7 separate regions of the Mus musculus genome follow, and all the other regions are linked to region 4. The links are chromatin contacts, called in public HiChIP or PLAC-seq, Micro-C and promoter capture Hi-C maps. All regions are on one chromosome and are shown on one strand. Each heading gives the region's core, a stretch centred on a gene start, on an enhancer-like site or on the middle of the called end of the contact. The rest is flanking DNA. Distances are from core to core; before and after follow the strand shown.

Region 1 (2,700 bases), core at 144-2,643, 520 kb before region 4:
AGAGAGCACTTACAATGCTAGGTGCTATTGTAAATGATCCACGTGTATTATTTAATTCAATTTAAAAAAATCACCTAGGAGGTAGACATTAATACTAAAACATATTGCATGTTAGGTACCAAAGCTGAAGGTCAGAGAAGTGGCCGTACATAGCAACAAACCTAGGCTGTCAACACAGGCCTGCTGAATCCAGAAGGCCAACCAACCTTGCCCGCTACCTCCCACCGGTCCCAGGGAATCAGCCACAGCCATACAGCTTACAGACTTCCCAGTCTTTGTGCACCAGTTTTCCCGAATTTTAAAATCATCTTCAGAGTTTCTAAAAGCCTCAATGGAAACACAAACAGGCAATTAGACCACGAGTTTCTTCAGTTTTGTTTTTTAAGGCTGGTATCTACCATTGCCAACAAGTTAGATCAGGTCTTGTGGAAGTTCTCATTGGCAGTTATGTAGACAAAAACATTCAAGCTCCCTTTTTTTTTAAGGGGAAGATGAATCATTACTTAATACATGCAGTTTAGTGGAGTTAATCTGTGAACACTGGCCTATGGAGCGAGAGAATAAAAGGGTGTTTGGCATCGAGAAGGTCGGGAACTGCTCGTTACATGTGTATGCACGTTGCCCAACCTGTCAGCCTTCACAACTCTGCATTTTTTTAAGTGACACCATTCTTCCTGCATCGTTTATGGGGCTTTACTTTGCATATAGTATTAAAAATCTACTCAGCTCACCAAAATGATCATATTCTTAATGTTTGGTCAAGGAACTGGGGTGCATAAATGGCAAGTACTGTATTCCAGGAAAATACCCTTTTTCAAAACCTTAAGGTTTTGCCAGGGAGCGAGTCGTTTTCCAAAGGACACACACACACACACACACACACACACACACACACAAAATCAAAAACTAAAAACAAACAAAAAATACTAAAGACTCAATGCTGGATGGTTCAAAACAAACACCTGCACTTAGGTGTGCGTGGGGCAGTAGGTGCCACACTGCGAATCTGTGTGGGAAGGATGTCAGCGGGCAGTCGGTGGCTTTTATTTTTTTCATTGCATGAAACAGTTCTTATACCATGGTGGGAAATAATCCAGGCGTCCCCTGACAGCCATGAGAAAGCACAGGTGACACCCTGTTCTCAGAATTTGGTGCGGGTTAAAACTGCATAGGGTGCCCGGGGCCTGCTCGGTGGCTGCGCAGCATCTGTGCGAGCCTGGCTCTGCCGCAGTGGCGCCGGGGGGTGCGGGAGCCTCGCGGCCTGCAGCGTCCCGGAAGCCCTGCGCGTCGGCGCCCGAGGTCGAGCGACCGTCCGGCCTGCACTGCACCAGGGGCAGACCGGGGCGTCCGGGCCCAGCCGCCGGCGTCCATTTTCTGGGCGGCGCTGCGGCCGGACTCGCAGGTCCGGAAGCGCCATGGACCCCGCGGGAAGCGCGCGGGCGGCGGAGCGGAGCCCCGTAAGTGCGCGGGGTCCGCGCGACTCCGGGGCGTGGAGGTGGGGAGGCGGGAGCCGGTGGGCAGCGCTCGCGCCGGGCTGCAGCGGACGCGGAGCGGAGCGGAGCCTACGGAGCAGCCAGCGTCCGCAGGTGCCCGCGTCCCGCCCCACCAGGCTCGGCTGCAGGGGGGCAGCGGGGAGTGACGCGCACCTGGGGCTCGGGACTGTCGCGCCTCCCCTCCGGTGAAGCGCAAACCCGGGCTGCTTCCTGACCCTACCCGTTCGCGATGAGATCCTAGTGCGACACCAAGCCCCTGGAATTGAACCGGATGTTCAAAGGCAGGGCCCTGCCTCCAGGGGTTGCAGCCTTGGCCTCCTGCTCCTGCTTGCTGCAGCCGTCTGTCCGTTGGGACAATTCAACAGTCAGCCTTTAGACACCTCTTTGCAGGTTAGCTGATAAATAACCTGAGATTTTAATCTGTCTGCGCTTCCACTTTATAACTCCTGCTTTGCGGTGGGTAAGTGCCTGGTTCCCATTCTGGATATTGGGCCTGATTGGAAAACCCTTGTAATGATCGGTTCTAAATGATAACCGTTTATGTTGCGTATGCATATTTGAAAGGTTAAAGGGCATTCACCTAATTGGGAAGCTCAAGTGCTTGCTCTGGTTCGCGTGGCTGGAAAGACTCGTTTTGTTGTGGTTTCAGAGAAACTTATAGCGTCTTACAGTAGCTAAGATCAAAGAGCAGAGTTTGTGTTTTGTGACAGGGTCTGGTTAAGGAGCCTAGAATGGTTAATAGGTTAGCCCAAGCTGGTTTCGAACTTGCCACTTGCAGCGGTTGACTGACTGCTAGGATGATAGGCCTTCTACCAGTGTTTTTCCAGGACCAAACACGCATTAGAATTCCTTTGATGGGTCATTGCTGAAAATTTTGAAAAGATTAGAATATATAGTGCGAAAAGACTAGAAAAAGTAACCGTTGCACACAGTACAGATAAGCATAGTTTAATGAAGCCTTTGGCTTATATAACATCATTTGTAATAAAATGGGTCACTGTCAAAAAAGCCTTTAAGACTCCAATTTAGCGTTCTGTGGTGGGGATTTTGCACCCAAATCAGACTGGGTTTGTGCTGATGTTAACCTGGGTTTGAATCCCGACACTCACCCAGGGTGACCTCCAGAAACAGGTTCACGGCACTGTTTGCAGCTGTAAAATGGGGAACTGTTCCCTACAGCTGAGGGGTGTTACGGAGATTTACCCAT
Region 2 (2,700 bases), core at 197-2,696, 690 kb before region 4:
GAGACTCCCGTGTTCCTGAAAGGGTAGTAGACTTGAGAGAAAGCAAAGCTGAGCATCTGGGGTCAAGTTCCAGGCCTGAAGCTGACAAGCCCTGCCCTAACCCCCTTTTCTGATGTATGTATGTATGTATGTATGTATGTATGTATGTATGTATGTATGTATGTATTTTGCTTTGGGCTAGTGTGGATGGAGTTGTCTGTCATCTGCAGCCTGTGTGACTTGTGAAGGAGTGGAACTTGGAATTAGAGCAGAACTGTCAAGAGTCCGTGGCGAGAAGGAAGAGTCTGTGTTGGATAGGATGCCTGGACTGTGGTGGTCCTTGAGGGCCAGCCCAAGTAGGAATTTAACGGGGAGTGAGATTTCATGCTCACGTATTGGAGAAAGCTGTCGCTAGTACTGAAGGGATAAGCAGGCTGAAGGTGGTGTTGAGCCTGGGTAATTGGGTGAGAGGGATAGTAACTAGTGTCCTCAGGCAAGTGCCAGCTGGCCATCAAGGCATTGAACAGAGAAGGCATTCCAGATGGCTGGACCATGGGGGTAAATGGAATGCAGGCTAGGGAAGTAGAATCTAGCTGATTTGAGGGGAGAAATTGGAGGTAAAAATATGGATAAAATATAAAGTGTTTTGATTTAGTCACTATCGAATGAGTTAGGGAAAATCAAGTGATGCGCTACCCTCAAAACCGCACCTCTTTTGCAGTTGAGAGAGGCACAAGGGTGTCACTGTAGTCCCAGAACTGACAACAAAGGCAATCTCACAATTGTGGTTGGTGAGATCCTTTTTTACAGCATTTGAAACAACAACAACAAAAGACCCACAAACACAGCTTTATAGAACGAGTGCTGCGCGGGTCTTTGGCTGGCAGCCCTGGGGTCATGCAGAAACGCCCCCGTGACACAGCCACGACCTCTCAAGGGTGGATGCCTGCAGGCCTTTAGGGACAAAACTACTGCCAGGTCTAGAGTAGACACAGGCCGGATGTGGCCCGCGCCGGAAGAGAAGCGCGGGACAGGCGCTTGGGTGGAGGTGGCACGGTGGCTAGGATATGCCAGTTTTGAGTCCACGAGGCACCGCAGGACCCACATCCGCAGCTAGATCCGCGGCGCGGAGTTAGGCACGCAGTCACAAAGCACCCTAGCCAAGGCTGGGACGGGTCCAGGGCAGTGTCCTGGGGCCATGGCACCCTCCCGGGTCCTAAGTCCGGCATAGGGAGGAGCATAGGCCCTGTGCGCTCCGAGTGCGCGCGCTTTCCCGGACCCGGACGGCGCGACCGGAGCCTGTCTGGATGACTGTTTGGACACTCCAGGCCATGTGTGCCTCCAAGGCCCGGGATGCGGGTCGCCGCAGCCTGCTGGTCCCGCACGGCCGCCTGCGGGGCGGAGCTCCAGGGCGCCCTGAGCGCGTCGGGCCGGGCAGGGACCCGGCGGTCCCGGTAGGGGGCGCTGCGGAACCCCGAGTTTGGCGGCCTGCGCGCGCCACCGCCGCCTGCACTCCCGCCAGGAGGAGCTGGCTGCGGGTGGAGATCCCTACGCACAGCGACGGAGGCCGGGACCGTAGGCGGTGAGTGTGGTGCGCGCCGGGTCCCAGCGGTTGTGAGGCTTCTCGCAAGGCGGGCTTGTGTCTAGGGTCTTGGGGGGCGACCCCGGAGAGGTGTCCGCGATGCCAAGATCCGGAGGCAGGGGCGGGCTTCCAAGCAGCGGGTGTGAGCCCTGCCACCAAGCTCTTTCCCTTATCTACGCGCTCCCCAGTTGCCACCTCTCCCCATACCCTCCCCGCGTTGGAGAGGGGTCCCTGCCCTCCGATCCGTCTCCCCTTTCTCAGCCCTGCACCCTAGAAGCCTGCCCGCACACCCCCTTTTCTCCCTCAAGCCCTCCCACGCCTACCTCCTCCTGGTTGCCTGCCGCTCGCCTCTCCCTCCCAGCTCTGCTCCTACGGTCCCCGCCGCCACCCCAGCGGGGTCCCATTCTGCCTAGGCGCTCCTGCTGAACGACTCAGCGGGAATCTGAGCTCCGGGGTCCCCCTTCTCCCGGCTGTCCCATAGCTGCAGTGTCCAGGTAAAAAGGGGCTGCAACTTCAGGGCCTGCCCCGGGGGTGGGGCTGGTGCTTCGCCAGCTACCTGCTGCCTGCGGCGCAGGAACCCTGGGCCCAGCCCAGGGCCACTTCACGCGTGCAGGTTATGCTTGCTCAGTGTTCTGTTTAGGACAGTGTGGTTACTTCTTTGCTTGCTTTTGCTTGGTGAACTTGGATAGGTTGCGATTTCTTAAAAAGAAGCCGGCTTTGCTACCCACAAATATGGAGCAGGTTTTCTTTGCTGCTGTGACTGGCTGTCAGTAGTACCTGTGGATCGGGGAAGATTTAGCTATGCTGGGGAAATGGAGCCACATCCCCACTCTCTCACCACAGCTCTGGGAACGTAACTGTCCCCTCTAGGGTGGGCCCGTGTCTTTGTGGAAAGGCAAGGATGCTTCCTAAACATTCAACAGGTAAAAACCAGTTAGGAATCTGGATCAGATCTGGTGTGGATAGGGAAATGTGGGATGAGTGAGTGATCAAGGAGGGGCTCTGGGAGAGTTCCATGGCTTAGGGACATTTGTTGCTCTTTGCGGCAAGTCCCAGGCTGGACCCTGACTATGGACTAGACAGTGATGAGCCCAGCCTACCCTCTGGAACTGTCGGTCGGGCTTGGCACCAGCCCCCTC
Region 3 (2,700 bases), core at 153-2,652, 570 kb before region 4:
GTACACCTGTGAGGGACTTTATTCTTAATTAAGTCATTTGAAGTGGGAATACCCATTTCTCATCCAAATCTTTTGAGGTGGAAAGATATAGCTAGCTAGCTAGCTAGCTAGCTAGCTAGCTAGCAAGAAAGAAAAGAAAGAAAGAAAGAAAGAAAGAAAGAAAGAAAGAAAGAAAGAAAGAAAGAGAAAGAAAGAAAGGTAGATAGATAGATAGATAGATAGATAGATAGATAGATAGATAGATAGATAGATAGATAGATAGATAATAGAGAGAGAGGGAGGAGGACATGGAAGAAGGAAACTTTTGCTCTCATTTGCTCCTCCACTAGCTTTCGAGCCTACACTTTGGTATTTTGGCATATACTTAAGACCATCTGAAATATCCAACTTTGTGGACTGAACATCTACTGAACTCTTGGACTTGATGCTGGTAGACAGTCATTGTTAGACTAGATGAACCACAGACTATAATCAGTAGAAGCCACATTCATTCTATTAGTTCTGTTTCTCTAGAGAACCCTGGCCAATACAGAGGGGTTGCCATTTCATTCAGAGACCCATTGGAGTAAGAGAGGAATCTCTTGGTTATCTGGGGATACACACACACACACACACACACACACACACACACACACACACCACCCCACTCCTCTTGGAGATACATGAACAAATATCTGAGTTAAGGTATGTGTAGATTATGGGGGGAAAAACCACAGTTGATAACTGGAACTCTCAAAACCAAACTCTATAAAATGGATAAGTGAGAGTCAGCCTGTGTTTAGGTGAATGTATCTAGAATAAAGGGTAAATGGGAGGGCTTCAAGGTCAAAAGAAAATGCATTAAAAAGTGAGAATGACAAGAACAGTCCTTAAAAAGGGTTTTGCCTAGACTGGCAGAGGAAGAGCAATGGAGAGGTGTCAGGGAAGATGGGTACACATGGGTAAGAAGAGCTGAGGAGGAACTTAAAGCCAAACGGATTCCAGGCATGACATGAAACAGGGGGAAGATCAGGGAATAAACAAAAGGGAATGTCTTTACCTCGAAGGTCTGCAGGAACAAAGTAGATGAAGCCTGCATTCTTTAGGTGGAAGAATAGCCACACCAAACAGGCTCACTCGCTGCTACACTCATTAAAATAATACCCCTTCCCCCCTCCCCCCCCCATAGCCCTAGTTTTCTTTCTGTTTCTGTGAGAAACACTATGCTCTAAAGCAACTTTAAGAGGAAATGGTATACTTCAGCTCACCGGTTACAGTTAAGAGGAAATGGTATACTTCAGCTCACCGGTTACAGTCCATCACTGAGAAAAGCCAGATCAGGAGCTCAAGGCAGAAGCCTGGAGGCAGGAGCTGAAGCAGAGGCTGTTGGGGAGTGTTGCTTACTGGCTTGTGTTCTGGGCTGTTCAGCTCCTATCTTATACAGTTCATGCTCACCCGCCCAGTGTTGGCACCGCCCACAGCGGACCAAGCCCTCCTACACCAATTAGCAATCAAGGAGAAATGCTCTGCAGACTTGGCCACAGACTACTCTGATGGAGGCAATTCCCCAGTTGAGGTTCCCTCCTCCCGTGTGTCAGGTTAACAACTGAAGCTAACTGTGACATACTCAGGCCAATGAACTCAGATGTCAAACATGCAGAGATATATAATCTGACTGTAAAACAGAAGGGGACATAACACCCCCAAACCTGAACTGCCTTCAGTCTCACTAATGGCTTTCATTAAAAAAAAAAAAAAAAGAAAAGAAATAAATAAAATGTAAAAATCTGACCTCTTGTCTTAGACCATTTGTGCTGCTCTAACAGAATTTCGCAGACATGCCAACTTATTTAGAAATGTGATTCTCACAGTTCTGATGGCTGTAGAGTCTAAGATCAAGGTACTGACTGGTTAGGGCTATTTTTTGGATAGTTTTTTTGTTTCCAAGATGGTAGCGTGAACCCTGAATTTCTTTAGAGTGTGGAGACCTCTGTATCTCCGTGTGGCAGAAGACAGGGGAGCAAGAGAGCTAATTCCCTTTCTCATGTTCTCTCCTAACAGCACTGATCCATTCACGAAGGCTGTGCCCTCATTACTCAAACACCTTCCAAAGGCCTCACTTCCCAACACTGCTGCATAGGGGATTAAGATTCCAACTATGAACTATAAACCTTGAAGGACACACTCACACCAGAGCACCTTGAGAAGTAGCATCGTATGGCCCATGGTGAAAGGGTCCCCTAATGCGACACACAGCAAGGCTTCCTTCAGATAGGCCAGAGTCCTTCCCCCAATTCCCTGGCTTCCCAAGGATGCTTAGATCTCTCTTCCTGCCTCCATCACTCGCTTCTCAATTTCCCTTTCCTTACTCTCCTTTTTCCTTTCCATCCAAGTCAACCTTTGGCCTCCAACCCAATTCTCAACCTCTCTGTTTTCAGGGGATGCTAAACCCTTTGCCATGGGGTTGACCTCCACCCTGTTCCAGTTTGCATCTCTATCTCGGCCAAATCAGAGAACTTCCTCCAACCCACAGACTCTGGAAGGTACAGAAAGATAAGGAGTTCTAGAAATGTCTTACTAAAATGACCATCTGTCTTGTTACTAACCAAATGCGAAAGTTGACACGGTAAGAAATCTACAAAAAAAAAAAAAAGTCACCTCCCCGAACAACCAGTATCAGTTTCCCCAAAAGACGAGGTGGTGGGGAGAGGAGGAAGCAGG
Region 4 (2,700 bases), core at 149-2,648:
AACAGAAAACAAATGACCCAGAAAAATTCTAAGTCAAATGAAACACAGCAGCTGGCTCTGTAGAGGGGTGTTTTCTAACCTGTGGGTCATGACCCCTTTCTAAAGGGAGTCGTTCTTGCCTAAGACCATCGGAAAACCTAAATATTTACATTGCAATTCATAACAGTAGCAAAATTACAGTTATGAAGTAGCAACAAAATGCTTTTATGGTTGGGGTCAGGTCACAGCATTAGGAAGGTTGAGAACTGCTGGCCTAGAGGAGGCAGGATAAGGGGTTGGAGCCCCTTGAGATGAAAGGAGGAAAGACAGAAGTCGCCAAAGGCTCAAAGGTACTTTCAACGAATGCTATGGAAAAAGAATGCAAAGTAAACATTTTGCTAGGCCAGGCTACAAGCCTGGTAACGATTTCAGCCGAAAAGGTGAAACAACATGGGGTCCAGAGTCTCCTCCAGCATCCAGGGTTACGTTATGCATTTAGTAGAAGTGAGCTTTGTTTCAAGTGCATTCCGGAGATTAGCCCTTTTCTCTCTCCCAACACCCTCCCCGTCCTCGCATAGGCAGATGTGGCTCACAGATGAACAAACTGAGCCCACACAAAGCACCGGAACACGGGCGAGTGAGTGTCCACGCACTTCACTGTGCCACCTCTCGGCGGAGCCCACAGTCACTTTCCCGCTGCTCTGTGCACAGCAACCAGGGCCTTGTGCAGAATTCCTCCCAGAACTTGGGCCGAGAAAGTAACCTCTACTTGAAAGGAAAAGTTCTCTTGGGGGAACCTGGGGGTCTTCCAGGTAGGGAGAGCTTTGGAACTCTGCAAAAGCACCCCGCAGAAACAGACTGGAGGATGGTGGATCACGAAGGGAGGAGGGAAAGTCAGAAGATCTGAGTGAGAAGCCCAAGTCAGCCCTTGCCCTTCCTGATCCCGGGTGATGGCGAGCCCGCGGGCTCCGGAGCCTCATCAGGTATTCCAGGGTTGCTTGGCCCCGCTGCAGAGAAATCCTGAGGACAAGCTGAGACTCCCGGGACAGGGCAGGGGAGAGCCGGCCGGCGGGGGGCCACGCCCGGTCCAAAGGCCCCTGGCGCGCAGGCCCGCGCCCTTTCCGGGACCTTACCGCAGCTTGGTGCAGAGGGGCCGCCGCCGGTCCACACAGCCCTCGGCCCACTCCCGGGGAGACGCTTCTTCGCGAGCCGCCGCTCCTCAGGCAGAGCCAGGTCCGCTCGGAGCAAGCTCCCGGCCGCGCAGCCGCGGTCTTCGCGCGCGTCGGAAGCCTGCAGTGCAGGAAGGGTCAAGGCGCGCCCCGCGTGCCAGGCAGCGACGGCCGCACAGCCCAGCGCGCCCGACGCCGTCCGCCCTCAGCGACACGGCCGCGGCGGCGCCGCTTCCCCCGCGCTCGCTTTGGCGGCGGAGCAGCACGGTGAGCGCCGATTGGCCCTCGGCTGGCATGACGCGCGCCGACGCTCTCCACGGATTGGCCGGGCCGCAGTGCGTGTAGGGAGTAAACAAAACCCGCCCCCAGGCTCGCCCCCAGGGCCAGAGGCGGAGGTGGGCGGCGGGCTTGCGGGAGCCTGCCCTGGTCTTTTGACCTCCAAAGCCACTCTCCGCTAGGGGCCGCCCTGAGGCTCTGCCTGCCGCTGGACCCCTGCCACCTAGAGGGCAGCCAGGCTCGCCCTTCCCCCTCCACCACATCAGCCCCTCTCCTCACCTCCACCCACCACCTCGCTTCTCTCAGCTCTAAAGTATGGTTCTCTTTTCCATCCCATCTCTCGGAAAGAAACCGGAACTAGGTCCTTACATCTGGACCATAGACCTCTGATGGGCCACTGCTCCAGGAACACTCGGAAGGCAGAGGGATAAGTGACCCTGAGGCCACACGTGGACCACTGTGGAGGTTGGTCATGCTTCAATTCCTGGGAAAGTGTAGCAATAAATTAAGGCCAGATGCCTTAATTTCGAAGTTGAACCGAAAAAGTTGGAGGCACACACTCTCAAATACCCAGTCATTTATTAAGAAATTCAGGTTGGCTTAGTGGCTCATGTCTTTAACCCCAGCACTCCTGAGGCAGACACTAGCATATCTCTTTAAGTCTAAGGCCAGCCTAGTCAACACAGTGAGTTCTGAGCCAGCCAGGGCTAGACACTTTGACCCTGCCCCCACCCCTCCAAAAAAAGGTGTTTCCCCCTTTCAAGTGCATGGATCCTGTATGAACTGTAGCTAATGTGGACGTTTGGAAGTAAGATAAGAAAATCCGACTTTAAAATACTTTGATCTTTTTCATTTTAATTTCCTCATAGCTCTATGAGCCAAATACTATTTATGATGCTAGGGCTGTGTGTACAAAAGAGACAAAAATTCTTGGCATAATTGAGCTTATGTTCCAGTGAGGTAGGAAAGATGCTTCTTAAAGTTCTTTAAAAAAAAATTCAGTGGTGTGATAAGGGAAACAACTCTGAGAGGGGGCTATTGATGTAAATACCAGCCCCAGAGTGTCAGCTCATGGTCTGGGTGGCAGAGTCGGGAGTTTAGACCAACTGAGTCTACATGAGATCCTTTCTCAAAAACATTAGATAGATAGATAGATAGATAGATAGATAGATAGATAGATAACAGTGAGATCCTTTCTCAAAAAATGATGATGTACATAGGTAGAAACTAAGGCAAGCAGACAGAAAAAATGCATAATGAGGTGAGGAAGCCAAGA
Region 5 (2,700 bases), core at 30-2,529, 910 kb before region 4:
GCACTGCTGAAATGCTTTAAGTAATTTACACACTCAGTCCTTTACAGTGGCATGGACATTTGCAGTCTGTACGTTTTGTAGGAATTTAGTTGCCGGACAACACGGAGAGAGCTAAAGCAGTTAGAATTTTGTCAAGTTGTGCCCGTAAGTGGCTCTGGAAAATTTCATGTGGGCTGGAAAGGGTGATGGGGCCCCTGCAAATGGAAGGGCAGTTTTATGGGGGAGGGGGATGAAGAGAAAGAAATAATGAGATATATTTCTGTTCCTTCTGTGTGATTAGCATATTGATATCTATTTATTTTATTTTGACGATTCATCTGTACCTTGCAAATAAGCAGTTAACAAAAAATTGAAATAATGGCCATTTTCTAGAGAAAGAAAACTTTCCCTAGTCCAACATATACATGTAAGAAATGTGTTGATTAGTAAAATAAGTAGCTGGTTTATTCCTGTAGTAAACCTTCACATTTTAATCTACTTGCCTTTTATTGAACACTTTTCCCTCATGTGACTCTACCTTAGACCTGTCAGGAATTCTCCGTCAGCATTCCATCTCAGGAATGTTCCACAGAGTGTGGACCGCCTTTAATCCCTTCACTTGGGAGTCTAAGGCTTGCACAGGTCTCTGAGTTGGAGGGCAAGCCCCAGAGAGCAGCCAGGGTTGGTCTCAAAGTGAGATTTTGCATCTCTTTCCTGACCAAAAAACAAAAAACAAACAAAAAAAAAAAACCAAAAAAACCCGATTTATCTCGCCACTCCACAACAGATCCCAATTTAACGCTTATGTTTAATGATCATGTTTAATGCCGTGCTGTTTGTGAGAGTGCAAGCGAGTATATTCGCACAAGTGATTTCCAAGGCAAACACGGGGAAACAGAAAGGCTCAGTTCTAAACCCAAAAACTTGCTGTGGCCCTGGGCCGCTAGGGTTTTATCCTAGATCGTCAAGAGCCGGCCAGCGCAGGTTAAGTGGCGAGGGCTGAGCGACCTGCTGATCAGCGCATCGGATGAGAGTGCGAGCCGACCCACTACGCACCAGCAAGCATTCCCGTCCTGCCCCACGGCCCTTCATTGAAGAGCCCCCTGGGCGATCACGTGAAAGAGGCGTGCGAACCTCGTGACGTCACGCGGCCTAAGCCAATAGGAGCTTCTGTTTATGTAGGGACCTCCGACTCCTCACGACTCTCACTGCGCAGTCCGACGGAGCTCGCTGGAGCAGGAACCCCGTGGGGTGGGTTCGCGGGTGGCCTTCCGCAGCGGCGGCTCCGCCCACTCCCTTGCGTCCCCCTTCTTGGCCCTCGCCGCTGGCCGTGGCGGCCTGCTGGGTCCGCGTCCCGCCTCTACTCCCGGAGGACATGCAGAAGAGAGAATGAGCCAGAGGGACACGCTGGTGCATCTGTTTGCCGGGGGGTAAGGTCGCTGGGGCGCGCGGGCTGGAGGCCACGGGCCTGCGAAGGCCACGCCGAGCCTGGGCGGGGGCAGGGCGTGAGTCGCGGCCTAGCTCGTCCGGTACTGCGCGACAGCGGAGGCACACGGACCCGGACCTCGCGGAGGAGGCTCGGCCATGGCGACAAAATGGGAGCAGGCTCGGCCTCCCCGTCCCGCACGACTGGGCCTCACGTTGCCCACGTTCGCGGGCGACCTTGTTTCCGGCCGCCGCTGCGCCTTTGCTGCTGGCCGGCGTCGTAGCCGGCGGGGAAGGCGTTGCAGTGCTCGCCCGCGGTGCGCAGAGGTTATTTCCAGCTTCGGAAAATTTTCTCTCCCTTGCCTGCCCCGGTTTGCGGGAGATGGTGCAAAAGTGGCAGTGACTTTGAAATCAATCAATCTCTCTTTCTTTTCTTTTCTTTTCTTTTCTTTTCTTTTCTTTTCTTTTCTTTTCTTTTCTTGAGATGGGAAGGCAACCCCCTCCCCCCCCCCCCCGACCCTTCAGCACTGCCTGCTTTGGAGAAGGGGTATGGATGGTTTGAGAGAAGGCGACTACTAAATGAAATCATTATATATGTGTACAGGATTAGTGTGGAGCCCGAAGTCTGGTTTGCTGATCCCCCAGCTACAGCCATTTTGCTGAGCCAAGTTTGTTCCTCCATTCGATATGTTCCTTCCCAGTTATTTAGAGAAATAATAGAGCAACGTTAAGACTTTTACCTGCAAGACTATAAAGTTGTCACAAAAAATCGCTATGGTGAATTAACTTTTTAACCTATATAACAGAATAAAGTAGTATTTTAAAGTTTGGTGGTTTGATTCTTGGATCAGCCACTTTAAGGGATACATACATATATGTATGCATTCTTTGCATGGTTGTTTGCTTTGAGTTAATGTGTGGAGATTCTGTTGCCAATATGACAGTACTTTACATTGTTGTCACACATTTCATTCAACATTTATGATTCACCAATTTTGAACGGTCCACTATTCTGCCATTAAAGCAACTACTAATTTTATGAGGAGCAGTTTGCCTTTTGTGTTTCTAAAATGCTTCCTGCCAGTAAAGGGCTAATTTAATTTCTGCAGTACCTGTACTTGGCACCTGCTAGTCAAGTTCTCTGCCACTGGGCTCCATCCTCGGGCCCTTAGAACATTTTTTTTTCTGTTGTTTTGTTTTTGTTTTTCGAGACAGGGTTTCTCTGTGTAGCCCTGGCTGTCCAGGAACTGACTCTGTAGACCAGGCTGGCCTCGAACTCAGAAATCCGCCTGTCTC
Region 6 (2,700 bases), core at 110-2,609, 600 kb before region 4:
TCTCTCTTTTTCTTTGGGATGCTACCCAGAGCCTTTTACACTCCCTGGTACTTTGGACACCCCTATTCTTTCTCTATAACTCCCTTCCCGGCCATGTGATTGCCTACTTGCCTGTGACTGACCCCCACGCTGGCTTCCACCGTGGGACTGCCTGCCTGAGTTGACTGCCACGCTGGCGTAACTTCTTACCCCATTGTCTTCATTTTTCTCCAGATAGGCAGCTGCCAGAGTTATGCCTGCCTGCCTGGGACTTTTTCTTTTCAAACTCTAATAAATTACCCTCAAGCTTCCCTTTCCGGGACTCAAATAGTATGTAAACGCAAAGAGTGTTTTATTCTGCGGAAGTCCAGCATGCTGGGGTCTCCCATTACCAGACAGACAACCAAGTGAGCTCCCAGGCTCGATTTAAAGCACACTGAAATTCCAGGACAAATGAGCTTTATCTTGCTATATCTGATGTGTTTATAAGAAGATAAAGAGAGAAGGGGTATGCTCTGTGGGGGTGTGGTGAGGTATGGGGGAGGGGGACATCTCAGCAGGCATCCCTTCCCCATGAGGGACCAGCCACATGACAGTATAGTATAGAATAGAGTTTATTCAGAGTATGAGGAGGGGAGTTAAGAGGGTAGTAGAGGCAGAGAGAGAGAGAGAGAGAGAGAGAGAGAGAGAGAGAGAGAGAGAAGAGAGAAGAGAGAAGAGAGAAAGAAGAGAAGCCAGTCATGAGCACATGGAGAGAGGGGGAAGGGAATGGTGAAGAGAAGGGGAAAAGGGTGAGGGGACCTAGAGGGAGCAAGAAGGGAAGAGAACAAGAGAGAGATAGAGAGATAGAGAGAGAGGAGAGAGAGAGAGAAAGAGAGAGAGAGAGAGAGAGAGAGAGAGAGAGAGAGAGAGAGAGAGAGAGAGAGGCAAGCAGCCCCTCTTATAGTGGGTCAGACCTACCTGGCTGTTGCCAGGTAACTGTGGGGTGGAGCTTAGACAGGATGCTAACAATATCTCTAGGCATTTGCTGAGGAATTCTGGGGTAGGTGAGCTTTCTCTTTAACTCTAGGCATTCCAGAACCATTATGGGGCGTGAAGGCTGGAGCCTGGGGTTTTTCTATTAGTAATTGACTTGCCTGGGCTTGCCTGAACTTGCCCAGTTCTTAGGCCTTGTCTCCTTAACTGTCACTTTGAAGTCTGTCATGGAACCAGCCCAGCCTTCTCAGGGCCATTCCTAACTTCTTCTAATAAAGAGACCAAGACTCCCGAGAGGGGACACAAATCTCATGGCTATCATATGGTGGCTTCCTCAAGACATTCCAGCAACACTCCCAACCCCACCCTCACCCACAACCCCTGCCACCTGTTAGTCACTAATTTGCAAAGAAAATCAATCCGTTCCTCACCTCTAGATGGCATCAAATGCATACACTGAAAATCTCGTGTTGTGCCAATGACCCCAAAAGCCCATATTTTAACATAAGAACCCCTTTCTTGTGCAGCAGTGAACGACTGAATTCTCCTTTGGTCAGACCTGCCTCCTCCCATGGAGGTGTATCTTAAACCTCTGCTGCTACATTGTGTGTCTCTGCTCAAGCTCTTGTTCAAGACCATGAAAGCCCTTTTGTGGTGGTGTGTTTTATAAAAAATAAAGAGAGAAGGAATATGTTTGGTGGAAGTGCAGTCAGGCGTGGGGGAAGGGGGTGCCTCAGTGGAACCATGCCACTCTATAGTATAGAACAGAGTTTATTCAGGGTATGGGGGAGGGGAGCTGAGAAAAAGGCTAGTGTCAGAGAAAGGCAGAGAGAGAGAGAGAGAGAGAGAGAGAGAGAGAGAGAGAGAGAGAGAGAGAGAAGAGGAATAGAGTCCAGTTATGAGCACGGGAAGAGAGAGGGGAGAGGGTGGAGAGGGACAGGAGAGTAAGAAGGTGAGGAGGGGGCAAGCAACCCCCTTTATAGTGAGTCAGGCACACCTGACTGTTGCCAGGCAACCATGGGGCAGAGCCTATACTAAATGCCAACATTCCCCCATTTTGGTTTAATTAAGGAAAAAATAGAAATAGGCAATGGTGGAACAGGAATAGGATCGTAGTGATCTTTAGCTATTTCCTACTGACTTTGGGGCGACATGTCTCTAGGAAACAGGAGTATGGGTATGGACTATTGGTCCAGTCTTAGGAGAGTTGGCTGTTTCCTTGCTGTCGAGGGTCTGTGGAGCCATCTGTGGATAGATAGGAAGGAGCAGCTCCAGTCGACGCATCTGTGTCTGTCAGAGTAGATTAGAGCTAAATGCCAACAAGGGGTGCCTCCTGAACCCTGACATCAACATTAGTAGAATTCTTCCACAAGACAAGGATTAGGTGTGGATGAGGTAGGCACGGATTTCTGGGGACTAATGTGCTGGCTAGTTTTTATGTTAACTTGACACAAGCTAGAGTCATCTGAAAAAGCAGGTACCTCAATTGAGAAAATGCCCCCATAGGACCCAGCTGTAGGGACATTTCTTAATTAGTGATTGATGGGGGAAAGGCCCAGCTCATTTTAGATGGTTCCATCCTTGGGATGGTGATCCTGGGTTCTATCAGAGAGTAAGCTAAGCAAGCTGTGACGAGCAAGCCGGTAAGTATGCATTAGGTTACAAAAAAAAAAGTGTTGTTGTTGTTGTTGTATGTGCATGTATGAGAGAATCTGACTGTACGTTTGTGTACCACACGCATCCACA
Region 7 (2,700 bases), core at 18-2,517, 640 kb after region 4:
GATGTGGAAGAGCTGATGGCTGTGGCCAATGATGTCGAAGAGACCCGGCTGGATGCGCTCAGGGATCTTGCTCACGTTGAAGAAGGCGGCCACCACCAGCCAGAAGTAGCGGCGGTAGAAGTGCACGAAGAGTGTGGGGTTCTCGCCTCGCAGGTCGAAGAGCCAGCTCTCTAGCATAATGGGGCAGGCCATGCTGAGCGGCATGACGAAGACGAAGGTGCGCAGGGCGAACGGGTAGGAGCACCAGTCGGTGCGGCTCTTACAGCAAGCCACGGTGCAGGCCACAGCCAGCACGAAGGCCACGGGCAGCACGAGCGCGCGGTAGACCGCGATGAGGCGGGTGCAGTCCACGTGCCAGCCCAGGCGCTGCTGCACATACGGCGTCATGACCCTGGCGTCCAGCAGGCTCAGGCTGGGCAGCAGGTAGTAGTAGTAGGCCACGGTGCTGCCGAAGCCATAGTAGCTGATGGAAGCGTAGTCCAGGTAGAAGAAGGCGGCGCGCAGGCGCAGCGACAGGCAGCTGAACACGTGCGCCGTGCAGCTCATGGCGAAGGTCAGCAGCACCCCCGACGCATAGCACCACAGCGGCAGCAGCCAGGGGTGGTGGAAGGGCACATCGCTGCCGCCCAGGAAGAAGAGGCGGCAGAACTTACTGAGGAACAGCAGCAGCGGGATGAAGTGCGTCCAGAAGTTGAGCGTCTCATTGGTGGGCTTCAGCACCGAGGCCAGGCACTCTTGCGCGGTGCACGGCAGCCGCCGGTAGCCGGACAGGATGAAGCACTCCACGAAGTCATCGGGCACCTCGTCCCAGCGCAGCAGCGGCTTGGTCGTGGCCGCCGGCGGGCTCCGGGGGGCGGAGGCGGAGGCGGGATGCGAGCGCCGGGAGGTCGAGGCCGGCGGTCCCTTCACGCCGGCGCCCCGCTGCTGCAGGCGCCGCGGCATGGTGCCCCGGGCTTAGCTAGGGCGCGCGCGAGGCCACCGCGGGCGCCGGGCGCCGTCGGAGCCTTTGTGCGCGCGCGCGCGCGCGGGACCGCGGCCGCAGGTTGGCTACGCGGCCTCGGCTTGGAAGCGGGCTGCTCCGGGGGCTCGGCGCACCGGGCGGGAGGCTGCTGCTGCGCGCGCGGCTTGCCGGCGGCGTCCTCGCCACGCTCGGGTCTCTCAGCCCGCGGCCGGCCGCGCTGCGGTGGCGGCGGTGGCGCGGCTGACTGCGGCGGTGGTGGCGGTGGTGGCGGCGGCGGCGGCGCGGCGGTGACTGGGCATCGTGCGCGCGGGGCGGGCGGCGGGAGGCGGGATGTGCGCGAGGCGCTGGCGGGGGAGGGCGGCGCCGCGCAGGGCGGGGGCCCCCGGGGTTAGGGTGTCTGCGCCGCGGCGGGGGGATGGAGGTGTCCCCTGTCTTGCGTCTCCTACCATCCCCCCCTTCTCGGGCTGCGACCGCTCGGGCCGCCGCGTTAATGATTGATGCGGGGCCGGAGGCTGGCCAGAGACGCGGCCGCCGGCGCCCAGGGCGAGAGGGTGGGCAAGGGTGGGCGAGGGGGTTCGAAGTGCGACAGCCACGCCGGCGTTCTAGAGGACACTGGGGACCCGAGTTCGTGGGGGGCGGGGAGCCGGGCTGGGCGGAGGGATGCTCTAACTGTAACCTGCGGAGGTGTCAGGGAGGGCACTGCGGTACCCGCTTAGAGACGGTGTCCGAATCCGAGCTTGGCGGTTGTCAGACAGCTGGTGCTGCCTGCCTCTCTGTTCTGCTGTCTGTCATCCGTGTGTGAGTGTGTGTGTGCCCCCCTCTGTGTGTGTGTGTGAGTGTTGCCCTCCTACTCAATCCACGTCAAGTCCTAGTTTATTTCCTTACTCTAGCGGACCTATTCAGGTGCGTCACTATCCTCCTCCTCTCTCTCTTTGTGGTGTCTAAAGGGACCTAAAGGGACAATTCCCAAGCTGGTCTTCAGCTCAACTCACCAACTCGGAAGCCCCAGCTTACTCCTCTGTGGCTTCTTTAACTAGGAATCCGATGAAGAGCTCAGGAGCGCTCGACAACGGATTTTCAGGAACAGTTTCAGATGATGGTTTGGGGATTCAGAACGCCTCTAAGGAGCCGGGGAATGTATTAAAAAGGGTTTCCCAAGCAGAGCTGTGCAGGAGCCTCGGGAGGAAGCAGATGAGGGAAGACTATAGGCGTCTTCTAGAACAAACCAGAAAAGAGAGTTGAGAGGGTTCCTAGAGGCTTAGCATCGATGGTTTAGAGAAACCTATGCATAATTAACCTTAGAAGTACCTGGCAGGTCTAGTATGAGTTTCTTCAGGCAAGGGGCCCGAAGAAAAGGAGACTTGAAGAGTTCAGAGGTTTGTGATGAGCAGCGGTGTGAAAAATATCATAACCTAGACTTCCAAGATGGGGGTCTCCCAGTGACGTCTCAAATGTTCACCGTGTTCCATCTTTCAGTGATACTCCGGGTGTGGCTTCATCTGACCGGAGTCTTCACCTTGGTATAACAAAGATATACATACAGTTTTGAGGTGTTAGGCACTTGATGTCTTACAGCTTTAAAATATCTTAGATACTCTTTCCCCCATTTTGCAGATAAGGAAAATGGAGGCACCATGGCCATGTTGAGTACACCCAGGTGGTGAATGTGAACACAGGCAGTCTGCTGTTAGACTTCATATATGAAACTAGAACACCCACTAACCTTCACTAGGAGGAAT

Evidence for each region. Promoter capture Hi-C pulls out the DNA fragments that hold promoters and counts their contacts. A called contact is a pair of places that touch in the nucleus more often than the background predicts. HiChIP or PLAC-seq counts read pairs in DNA pulled down with a chosen protein or histone mark. Capture Hi-C pulls out chosen DNA fragments and counts their contacts.
Region 1: a promoter capture Hi-C map of adipose tissue shows a contact between it and region 4. The contact joins the promoter of Zbtb38 here to the promoter of Tfdp2 in region 4. A contact is called at or near these places in 7 of 39 promoter capture datasets (the 3T3-L1 cell line, the C10 cell line, hippocampal neurons and 3 more), 1 of 115 datasets of contacts at active chromatin or transcription factors (embryonic forebrain) and 3 of 9 other capture datasets (adipose tissue, liver and macrophages).
Region 2: a Micro-C map of embryonic stem cells shows a contact between it and region 4, with 3 times the contacts expected there. The contact joins the promoter of Pxylp1 here to the promoter of Tfdp2 in region 4. A contact is called at or near these places in 2 of 39 promoter capture datasets (the C10 cell line and pre-B cells), 1 of 15 datasets of contacts at CTCF or cohesin (the NIH/3T3 cell line), 1 of 484 Hi-C or Micro-C datasets (embryonic stem cells), 3 of 115 datasets of contacts at active chromatin or transcription factors (the SCID.adh cell line, large pre-B cells and memory CD8 T cells) and 1 of 9 other capture datasets (liver).
Region 3: a contact with region 4 is called in a promoter capture Hi-C map of pre-B cells, with 4 times the contacts expected there. The contact joins the promoter of C430002N11Rik here to the promoter of Tfdp2 in region 4. A contact is called at or near these places in 2 of 39 promoter capture datasets (cranial neural crest and pre-B cells) and 1 of 115 datasets of contacts at active chromatin or transcription factors (pancreatic cancer cells).
Region 5: a FOXA1 HiChIP or PLAC-seq map of pancreatic cancer cells shows a contact between it and region 4. The contact joins the promoter of Slc25a36 here to the promoter of Tfdp2 in region 4.
Region 6: an H3K27ac HiChIP or PLAC-seq map of T-cell acute lymphoblastic leukemia shows a contact between it and region 4, with 6 times the contacts expected there. The contact joins the enhancer-like site here to the promoter of Tfdp2 in region 4. A contact is called at or near these places in 8 of 39 promoter capture datasets (the 3T3-L1 cell line, the HPC-7 cell line, cranial neural crest and 3 more) and 5 of 115 datasets of contacts at active chromatin or transcription factors (T-cell acute lymphoblastic leukemia, bone marrow-derived macrophages, embryonic stem cells and 2 more).
Region 7: a contact with region 4 is called in a promoter capture Hi-C map of erythroid cells, with 25 times the contacts expected there. The contact joins the promoter of Paqr9 here to the promoter of Tfdp2 in region 4. A contact is called at or near these places in 1 of 39 promoter capture datasets (erythroid cells) and 1 of 115 datasets of contacts at active chromatin or transcription factors (astrocytes).

The regions. Positions count from the first base shown.
Region 1 is chr9:96,718,543-96,721,242 of GRCm38.p6, reverse strand. Zbtb38 (zinc finger and BTB domain containing 38) reads left to right here and starts at 1,393. Exons shown (of 3, transcript NM_001359959.1): 1 at 1,393-1,457.
Region 2 is chr9:96,888,220-96,890,919 of GRCm38.p6, reverse strand. Pxylp1 (2-phosphoxylose phosphatase 1) reads left to right here and starts at 1,446. Exons shown (of 6, transcript NM_001289647.1): 1 at 1,446-1,561.
Region 3 is chr9:96,764,264-96,766,963 of GRCm38.p6, reverse strand. It overlaps C430002N11Rik (RIKEN cDNA C430002N11 gene), which reads right to left and starts at 1,402. Exons shown (of 5, transcript NR_102296.1): 1 at 1,286-1,402.
Region 4 is chr9:96,194,973-96,197,672 of GRCm38.p6, reverse strand. Tfdp2 (transcription factor Dp 2) reads right to left here and starts at 1,398. Exons shown (of 13, transcript NM_001184706.1): 1 at 1,113-1,398.
Region 5 is chr9:97,109,620-97,112,319 of GRCm38.p6, reverse strand. Slc25a36 (solute carrier family 25, member 36) reads left to right here and starts at 1,279. Exons shown (of 7, transcript NM_138756.4): 1 at 1,279-1,409. The coding sequence starts at 1,369.
Region 6 is chr9:96,798,995-96,801,694 of GRCm38.p6, reverse strand. No RefSeq gene overlaps it. Among named protein-coding and RNA genes, the nearest start is that of C430002N11Rik, 35 kb to the right of the region's middle. Within about 2 kb of position 1,359, at least 61 of the 459 cell types and tissues checked have an H3K27ac peak or open chromatin away from gene starts, as enhancers often do. A contact at or near this core is called in the HPC-7 cell line, T-cell acute lymphoblastic leukemia, bone marrow-derived macrophages and 2 more, where this site is marked.
Region 7 is chr9:95,558,201-95,560,900 of GRCm38.p6, reverse strand. It overlaps Paqr9 (progestin and adipoQ receptor family member IX), which reads right to left and starts at 1,267. Exons shown (of 1, transcript NM_198414.3): 1 at 1-1,267. The coding sequence starts at 942.